3 separate regions of the Sus scrofa genome follow, and all the other regions are linked to region 1. The links are chromatin contacts, called in public HiChIP or PLAC-seq maps. All regions are on one chromosome and are shown on one strand. Each heading gives the region's core, a stretch centred on a gene start, on an enhancer-like site or on the middle of the called end of the contact. The rest is flanking DNA. Distances are from core to core; before and after follow the strand shown. Region 1 holds the start of CCNF (cyclin-F). Region 2 holds the start of ECI1 (enoyl-CoA delta isomerase 1). Region 3 holds the start of E4F1 (transcription factor E4F1).

Region 1 (2,953 bases), core at 83-2,582:
ACTTACAGCTCGCACGGCGAGGATGTCACCGACGGAGAGCCATTTCAGGATGTGAAAGAGCACGTCTTCAGGGAGACTCAAGATGGACAGATTTCGGGGTCTCCTCCTTATTCTTCGCTTTGCAGGATAGCAGAAACACTTGGCACACCTGCAGTGGATCACTTAAGAAAAACAATCCGATGGTCTAAGTGATGTGTTGGATAGGAGTTGTGCTGATGTGAAAAGTGACATCAGAATGTGATTCAACAGTTACTGTCCTCTGCCCCAGGAAAGGAACCAGCCATATTTACCGTCCCAAACAGAGACTAAGAAACCGAGAGCAGCAGTGTTACAGAAGACCACCATCATTCATTCAAACATTCCATAAACCTCTGGTGAGTAGTAACCCGGTAACTGGGCTTTGGGGTAACTTCTGATCCAGAGCCCATAGGACAACCAGGAAGAGGAAAAGGATGACCCGGCATTTCACTCAGGAAAGACCCCACCCCTGCTATCTCTTTGCTTCTATTGCACACATGACAAAGTGCATAATTTTAATAGGATCCGCGGGCCTGAACAGTCTGGTTTCCAAACTAGGAGGGTCTGCCCTGCAGAGAAGCTAAGGGTGGACTTGAAGACCAGGCCAGTCCAGCTCCGCGGATTTCAGAGCTGCCCAGCCAGTCTCAGAGCCTGATGTCCCCGCAGCGGGTCCTTGCAACTTCATCTCCAGCAACTCCCTCACTCTAAGCAGACGACCTAGAAGCTCTCAGGGAGGAGGAGCCCATCACCTACGAGTCCCGTCCGTCCCGTCCCGTCCCGTCCGTCCCGCCGGGAGGCGGCTGCTCGCCCACCTGCACCACTCCCTCCACAGGACTTCCTCCTGCCCGTTCCCCTCGCTCCTAAACTGGGTCTTCAAGCCATCAGCAATTAACGGGCTGCGAACGCCAAACGAAGACGCAGGGCGTCCAACCCCCAGATTTTGCCATTTTTTTTCATTCCCTTGCTCTAGGACAGCCAAGGTAATCACCACTGAAACTTTAGCGGTGATTACAGCCCTCGACAGGTGGCAGGCCCCGCGCGCGGCTTTCACGCGGAGCAGGGCGCCGCTGGGCATTTAAACCGCGCGCCGGGCGGGTGCCGTCTGGACGACGCGCACCCCGGACCGAAGGGCTCGGGCCGGACCTGCTCAGTCTCGAGGCCGCACCGCCGCCGCCCGCGCCCCGCGCCCGGCGCCCCGCGCTCACCCCCTCCGCTCCCCATAGCCGTCGCTGCCGTCGCCTTCGCCGCTGTCGCCGCCGCCGCCGCCGTCGCCGCCCGCGGGCCCAGTGCGCACCGCCCCACGCAGGCGCAAACCCGCCCCGCCGCCCGCCCGAGTTTTCAAACGCGCCCGGCACTCCCATTGGCCGGCCCGGGGGGGTGGTGCGCGCCACAGCTCCGCCAGGCCCCGCCCCTACCCCGCCCCCACGGCCCCAGGCGCCCGCGATTGGCCGTACCAGGACGCGAATTCGAACGCTGACTGTTGATTGGCGGAGTGTGCGCGGCCGCCCCGCCTCCCTGGCCCGGGCTGGGGTCCCCGAGGAGCTCGCTCTCGACCCTGTGAGCCCTGTCTGTTCTGGGATTGGACCTTGCTGCTGACTTGTTGGCAGAGGTCCGAGCGACCCGAGCCCACGGCGCACCGTGGGTTGTCAGTGAAAGTCTGAGCGGACCCGACGCGCCGCAGAGCCCGGGGTCTCGCGGAGGGCGCCGCACGGCGCAGCTGGGACCCGGACCTGGTTTCTGCTTGTGAGAACTCGGGCGACCCCACCCGCAGGCAGCACCTCACGGAGGCTGCTCCTGACCTTTCCGGCCCGCGCCCGAAAGCCGCACACCCTGCTTCCCACCGTTGCTTCAGGCGAAGAGACCCTGTTTCGGTGGCCCAGCCACGGCTGGCGTAGATCGTGATGCAGAAAGTGTAATTCAAAGACCTGGGGCTCGAAATCTTCATTGACTCAAGCCAGCACGTTTGCCTCTTTCTTCCCTTGAAGTGTGGCTCACCCTGGACCCCTCCTCCATCCCAGGGGAGCGCTCACCTTCTCGCTCGGACTAGATACACTGACCCCTGTCAGTCCCCAGTGTCTCCTGGAGTCACCTGGGAGACCTTCCTAAAACAGACGTGCACGCTTACAGTGCCTTGCTGGCTGCCGCAGCCACAGCTGAGCTGTCCGTTCACTCAGGTATTAGGCAGTGTCCACCCACCCAGTCTTTCAGGAACCAGCTCACATCCCACCTCTTTCATGAGACATTCTGACCAGGAAAGAAATGCAGTCTCCTGGGAGCAGTGTTTGAAAGTGGCTCTTCCTAGAAAAGCTGGGGAATCCGGGTCAATGCTCTCATCCCCTCTTCGCCACAGCCCTGTCCCTCCACCCCTTAGGCTCATGGAACCCCTTCAGGGTAGTTGGTCTGTGCTCAGCAGCTGGGCACACACAGAGGAGCCTCCGTGTTGTCAAGGCTCCATGCCAGTCTGGAGCAGGAGATGGAGATGTCTGCCGTGATCACAAGTGAGATATGAGGCCCTGGGAGCTGGGGGTGGAAGGGGCAGGGGCGGTGTAAGACCAGCTGGTAGAGCAGAGCAAACTTGGGGCCTGCTCCCCAGAGGCCAGAGGACAGGAAACTCCACAGGACCCCTGAGGTTTTTAGCTGTCTCTGTTGCCACTGGTTACTGTTTCCCAGTTTGGTACTTTGTGTCCCACCGTACCCTCTTACTTTGTTACTGGTCTCCCCAGGGCAGAGGTGCACTCGTTCAGCACTGTGCAGGGACTAAAGCTGGTCTCCCCAGCCAGGGAGCAAAGAGCCAGTCACTGCTCTCACTCCGCTGCCCTGCTGCGTCTGTGGAGTCCTCGTGGCTCCAAGTCCCTCGGTTGGCCTACATGTCTTTTTTTTTTTTTTTTTTTTTTTTTTTTTTTTTTTTGTCTTTTTGCCATTTTACTTGGGCTGC
Region 2 (3,281 bases), core at 632-3,131, 150 kb after region 1:
GCCACGGAAGCTCTGCCCCTGAGACTTATGTCCCATCCAGCTCACTTTCATCAGTTGTCTAGCCAAAGGGGGATGGGTAGGAACGAAGGCTCTCACTCAGGGGCAGGCTTGGGGATGTGCCTGGAAAGATGGTTTTCTGGCTAGAAAGATCCCACGTTTCTAGTTCCTGGGAGTCAGTTTAGTGGCAGAGCCAGCAGGGATGAGCAGGGGGCGCCAGGTAGTGGCACAGCCCCAGCCTGGGAGCACGTTTTTTCCATTCCCTGGTTGACCCGGGGCCAGTCTGGTGGCCTAGTCATGCCCTAACCTGTTGGCTTACAGGGTCCCTCAGGAAAGGATGTGCTTTTATGCAGCTGCCGTTGCTGTTAGTCTGGCCTCCCCCCTACTTGAATCCTCTCTGACCTCTAGGATCAAATACCCTCTCTTACCTGCCCAGAATGGTTTTTACATATATTCTCGTGTGTGCGTGCACACACAGCCCATGTCTTTCTCCGAAATGAAAGTGTCTGGTCGTAGCAGGTCACCACGGAAAGTGCTTGTGTTGGTATTCCTGACGGCGATGCAGGATACCTTGGCAACCAACGTGTACATTGCTTTTTTGGCTTTTATTGTACAGTCAGTACTACAAATTTTCTGTTTTGAGTTTTGTAACTTTGTAGCATTTTAGATAATGTTGTGTTTGTACTTTGTTGTGTAGAGTAAAAGGGCTGTGTTGAATAAACCTTGAATAGTGTGCAGCTCAAGCATCAGGATCACTGCCTCCTTCCCATCCCTTGGCCCCAAAGACGGTAGCTTCAGTTGGAGGGAATTAAAAACACATGGGTACCTGAAAACTCTTGGTTTCATCTCCAAAGTCACACTTGAAGACCTCTCAACCAGGAAAACACAGGGGTGTTGGGCTGCTCCGTAGGCACACATTGTAGACCGGTTTGTTCCACAGGAAGAACTGAAAGTGCTCAGGAGGTTCCAGAACAAAGCCCCCCAGTCATGCACCACCGTGGCCAGCGTTAAACTGGTCAGAACAGTGCACACAGGCTAGCCATCCCTCCCTCGTCTCCGCCTTATAGGGTCAAGCAAATAAAACGGTGGGGTTACTTTTTTTTTTTTTTTTTTTTTTTGCTTTGCTTTTTAGGGCTGCACCCACAGCATGTGAAGCTTCCCAGACTAAGGGTCCGATCGGAGATGTAGCAACTGGCCTACGCCACAGCAACGCAAGGCCCGAGCCGCATATGCAGCCTACACCACAGTTCACAGCTAATGCTGGATCACTGACCCACTGAGCAAGGCCAAGGATCAAACCCGCATCCTCATGGATACTAGTCAGATTCATTTCTGTAGCCCCGACAGGAGCTCACTCGGCTTCCCTTTCTTGTGGAGGAGCATTGGGGGCCTGCCGGCAGTGTGCGGATGCCTCTTGTCCCCAGCCTCACTTGTGTGCTGCCCACGTTTTGTTTACTTGCTGTTTTGTGCATGGTCCATTCTTGGTCATCAGGCTATGATCCCCCCCCCCCATGCCTGTGGCTAAACTACCAGCTGTAGCTGCCACCCACAGGCCGGAGTGCGCACTACGACTCTAAGCTCCCCGTTAGCACCCTTCCAGTGCCCACGTCTGTGGGTGTGATCTGGTTGCTTCAGCTGTGACCCCTGAATCTAGAAGGCAGCTCGCCAGGGTTCCCAAACCCCCTTAGAACCCCTTCAGCTCGCAGCCCTCTCGGCAGCTAACGCAGTTGCCCGCGGCTATGGGTGAAGGTGAAGTACTGGCCACCTTTGGCCCGCTTCCCCGCTGGCCCCGACGGTGACCTTGGTTGCGCCCGGCCCGCCCTCCGGCGGGGCGGCCAGGGCAGGGGGGCGGGGGCCGGCTGAGCCGGAAGGGGCGGGGCGGTCAGGCCGCGACCCCGCTCAGTGCGGTCAAGATGGCGCTGACGGCGGTGTTGCGCCTCCCGGCGCGCGCCCTGCTCCGCCCTTGTGCGTGCCCGGGGCACGGGGGGCCGGGGCGCCGGGGGCCTGGCCCGGTGGGGCGGCAGGCTGACTGGCTTCGCGCTGCCTTTCGCAGGGGCCCTGCTCCGCGGCGTGGCCCTCGGACGGACGGAGGCTGCAGCGGGCATCAGGAACGGCGCGCGGCGCTTCGGGAGCCAGCACGTCCTGGTGGAGCCGGCCGCGGCCGCAGGTAAGCGCCCGGATCGCGGCGGGATCCCGGCGGCCGAGAGCCTGCTGCAGGTGCTGAGGCAGGACACGACGCGGCGGCCGCTGGCGGCGGAGCCCGCGCCACACGGGCCCGGAACCGACATCCAGACCCAGTGAAAGCTATCGAACTTGGAAAGGCTGCGAGATAAAGCTCAGTTTTAAAGTCAGTTTCTTGGAATTCCCTCTGTGGCTCAGCGGGTTAAGAACCCAACATAGAGTCTGTGAGGATGCACGTGCGATCGCTGTCCTCGCTCAGTGGGCTAAGAGTCCAGCATTGCCACAGCAGCAGAAGCCGCAGATCCGGTTCGGATCCGCTGTGGTGCTGGCTGGCCGGATTCCACTTCTGGCCTGGGAACTTCTTAGCCGCAAGTACTTCTGTAAAAAGGAAAACAGAGTTTCTGTTGAGTCCAAGTGTTAAGGTCAATAGTCTGTTTGATCCCCCACTTCACTGAAGATAAAAAATGTTTCTGTTTTTGAAGTTTTAGGAGTTCCCATCGTGGGGCAGTGGTTAACGAATCCGACTAGGAACCATGAGGTTGCGGGTTCAATCCCTGGCCTCGCTCAGGGGTTAAGGATCCGGCGTTGCCTTGAGCTGCGGTGTAGGTTGCAGACACGGCTTGGATCCCACGTTGCTGTGGCTGTGGCGTAGGCCAGCGGCTACAGCTCCATTTTACCCCTAGCCTGGGAACCTCCATATGCAGCAGAAGCAGCCCTAGAAAAGGCAGAAAGACAAAAAAGAAAAAAAAAAAAAAAAAAAAAAAGGGGAGTTCCCGTCATGGCTCCGTGGTTAACGAATCCGACTAGGAACCATGAGGTTTCGGGTTCAATCCCTGGCCTTGCTCAGGGGTTAAGGATCCGGCGTTGCCTTGAGATGTGGTGTAGGTTGCAGACACGGCTCAGATCCTGCGTTGCTGTGGCTCTGGTGTAGGCTGGCAGCTACAGCTCCGATTCGACCCCTAGCCTGGGAACCTCCATATGCCGCAGGAAGCGGCCCTAGAAAAGGCAAAAAGACAAAAAAATAAAGTTTTGGAGCATGTGCTCCTTCATCAGGAGCTATTAAATTGGAATGTGAACATAAAGTATTTTGATATACAGTGTTT
Region 3 (2,956 bases), core at 367-2,866, 170 kb after region 1:
CCCCATTCTGGAAGGGGAAATGGAGATCCAGAGAGGTGTGTGGTTACCTGCCGAGGATCACACAGCTAGGAAGGGGCAGGGCTGGGACAGAGCGCCCTGCAGCTTTCCACCACTGGACTCTGCTGCCTCCCACCGGGGCTAGAGAGACCCGATGCCCCGCCCTCCTGGAGCCTCCAGCCACACCCCGGCCAGGGCCCTAGAGACCTGTCAGAGGCAGTGTGAGGGGGCCTGGAGGAGGGCAGGGCCCTGCCCAGACACGGAGGCGGAGAGGGGCCAGGCCGGGGCCCTGAGAACAGGGCTGGCGGGAGAAGCGGTCGCAGACATCTACACGGACAGCCCCCGTGGCTTGGACACCTGTGAGTATTCGTGGGTGGGCACCTAGGTCCAAGAGGGTGATGGGAGTCCCGCAGGAGGGGCCCGGGGCTCCGAGGAACTCGGGGGCTCGTGCAAGGCCGTGAGGGGCCCTGGGGGGACGTGAGCTCCACAAAGAACCGGGTCTGGAAAGGCCTGTCACGCCCGAAGCGCAGGCCACCCGGGCCTCCGGCAGCCGGTCTGAGCCGCCCCCACCCTGGCCGCGCCCGGGCCCGTCCGGCCCTGTTACCTTCCTCGCTAAAGGGCGCCGGGAGGCCGAGGAAGCCACTGGGCGCCAAAGCCGCCGCCGCCGCCGCTGCAACCCCGCGGTCGCCTGCTTCCCGCCCGGCTTCGGCCCGGGCTTCTGCCGTATGCGCGGCCGTCACCCGCACTGCCATCGCGCCCTCCATGTCGCAACGCGCCGCAGGAAGATGGCGGATTTACGACCGTGTCGTCATAACAACGGGCCGCGCCCAGGCCTGCAAGAGAAACAGACCTGAGGGCGATGGGGCGGGGCCCGGGTGCGTTTGATGGGCAGGCGGCGGGGCGGGGCCGGAGGGTGTGGCCTGGAACCACAGAGGTGGGGCTAGACCCTAGGTGAGAAGAGACGGGTCGGGCCTGCTGGGAGGGGTGTGGTTACGGTGGAGCGAACTGACAGGCGGAGGGGCGGAGCCAGTGGAAGGCCCTAGGGGCGTGGCTTGGCCCGGCAGGGGGCTGGGCCACCCTGACGATTGGAGCGCTGGGTTTGGGTTCCACGAGCTTCGAGAGCCTGAGAAGAGGGGCGAGGCGGACTGGCAGCGCCACCTGACCGGCCCTGAGCTGGTGGTGCAGCCACGGGTGCCCCGCCTGGATATGAGCTTGAGGGCCGCTGCCAGGACACCGCTCCAACTGAGACCGGTAGAGTGATGTTCGCCGCCCGTCCCCGACCCCTTCTCGGATGACAGAATCTCCCTTGAATGTTGACCCAGCGACCTCGAGACAACCCCCGAGTTGGGGATGGCTCACGGGTAGCTTCCCTAAGACTTTTATTCTCTTGTCTAATTAGTTGTGATAAGTACACATAGAATTTACTGTTAGTGACAGTACACAGTGTCGTGCAACTACCACCGAAATGTAGTTTGAGAAGTCATCATCATTTCAACAGAAAACCTGTACCCAGTCACTCCCCCGTCTCCCCTCCCCGCCAGCCCCTGGCAACTATTTTCTTTCTCCATGGCTTAGCCTTTTCTGGACATATCACATAAATGGAATGACACACATGGTCTTTCGCATCGGGTTTCTTTCACTTAGCATAATGGGGTTTTTTGGTTTTCGTTTGTGTGTTTAGGGCCGCACCTGAAGCATACGGAGGTTCCCAGGCCAGGGGTCGATTCCAAGCTGCAGCCCCTGGCCTACACCACAGCAACACCAGACCCAAGCCACATCTGTAACCCACTGATCAAGGCCGAGGATCGAACTTGTGTCCTCATGGATACTCGACAGATTCGTTTCGGCTGAGCCACGACGGGAATTCCCAATGGTCCCTTTTATTCTTTTTTTTTTTTTTCTTATCTTTTTTCATTTTTGGCTGCCTGGCAGGATGTGGAGTTCCCAGGACAGGGATCAGATCTGAGCCGCAGTCATGACCTAAGCCGCAGCTGCAGCAAATCCAGATCCTTAACCCACTGCGTTGGGCCAGGGATGGAAGCTGCTCCCAGTGCTCCCAAGGTATCACTGATCCCATTGTGCCACAGCAGGAACGCCTCCTTTTATTCTTTTTCAGGTAGTATTTAATTAGTCTTTGAAGCTAAGTGCTTTTATTTATTTTAATTTTTTTTCTTTTTATGGCCGCACCTGTGGCCAATGGAAGTTCCTGGGCTAGGGGTCGAATGCCTCAGCACAGCAACACTGGATCCAAGCTGCATCTGGGATCTACACCACACCTTTCAGCAATGCCAGATCCTTAACCCACTGATCAAGGCCAGGGATCAAACCTCCATCCTCATGGATACTAGTCAGGTTCTTAACCTGCTGAACCACAACCAGAACTCTCTCATCCCCATTTTAACGATGAAGAAACTGAGGCACAGAATTGACAGGACATTTGCTCAAGGGCAGACCAAAGATTCTAACTCAAGTCTGTCCAGAGTCATGGGCTAGAAACCCATAGGGCATGCTCTCCCAGCTCAGTTATTCTCTGTGGCTCAGCTGGATTCCAGAGACTCAGGGGAATCAGATGCCATTTTTACTCCAAGAAGGCCAGTCTCCAGGGGAGCCCAAGCACGATACAACGGCCCGGGCAGGGAGTGGGCAGCTCTGCCCTGAAAGGGCACCAAGCAGATATTTTTTCCATGTCAGGGCTGCCCAGCTGGGAAAGCGAGGACCCTTGGCCTGGCAGGAGCTGAGAAGGGTGAGGCACAGGTTACGTCGCCAGAGGTTAGGCGGGGGTAACAGTGGGGCTGCTTTCTACGGGGGGCTCATTCACCATTCCAGGGGTGTAAGCAGAGTGAGTGCTGGTCAGTGTTTCCGAAGGATCCCTCTGACTGCTGTGTCCGCAAGGAAGATCCAGGAGAGATGGGCTCTGAGAGGGACAAACCAGAAGAGGACCAGCTGGGTTGTTGTGGAG

The links. HiChIP or PLAC-seq counts read pairs in DNA pulled down with a chosen protein or histone mark.
Region 2: an H3K27ac HiChIP or PLAC-seq map of alveolar macrophages shows a contact between it and region 1. The contact joins the promoter of ECI1 here to the promoter of CCNF in region 1. A contact is called at or near these places in 1 of 5 promoter capture datasets (fetal liver) and 1 of 2 datasets of contacts at active chromatin or transcription factors (alveolar macrophages).
Region 3: an H3K27ac HiChIP or PLAC-seq map of alveolar macrophages shows a contact between it and region 1. The contact joins the promoter of E4F1 here to the promoter of CCNF in region 1. A contact is called at or near these places in 1 of 5 promoter capture datasets (fetal liver) and 1 of 2 datasets of contacts at active chromatin or transcription factors (alveolar macrophages).

Annotation. Positions count from the first base shown.
Region 1 is chr3:39,601,756-39,604,708 of Sscrofa11.1, forward strand. CCNF (cyclin-F) reads right to left here and starts at 1,333. Exons shown (of 17, transcript XM_003124740.6): 1 at 1,224-1,333; 2 at 7-161. The coding sequence starts at 1,239.
Region 2 is chr3:39,748,861-39,752,141 of Sscrofa11.1, forward strand. ECI1 (enoyl-CoA delta isomerase 1) reads left to right here and starts at 1,882. Exons shown (of 7, transcript NM_001285973.1): 1 at 1,882-1,962; 2 at 2,051-2,164. The coding sequence starts at 1,911. It overlaps RNPS1 (RNA-binding protein with serine-rich domain 1), which reads left to right. Exons shown (of 8, transcript XM_003481099.4): 8 at 1-740.
Region 3 is chr3:39,771,408-39,774,363 of Sscrofa11.1, forward strand. E4F1 (transcription factor E4F1) reads right to left here and starts at 1,617. Exons shown (of 21, transcript XM_021086766.1): 1 at 602-1,617. The coding sequence starts at 761.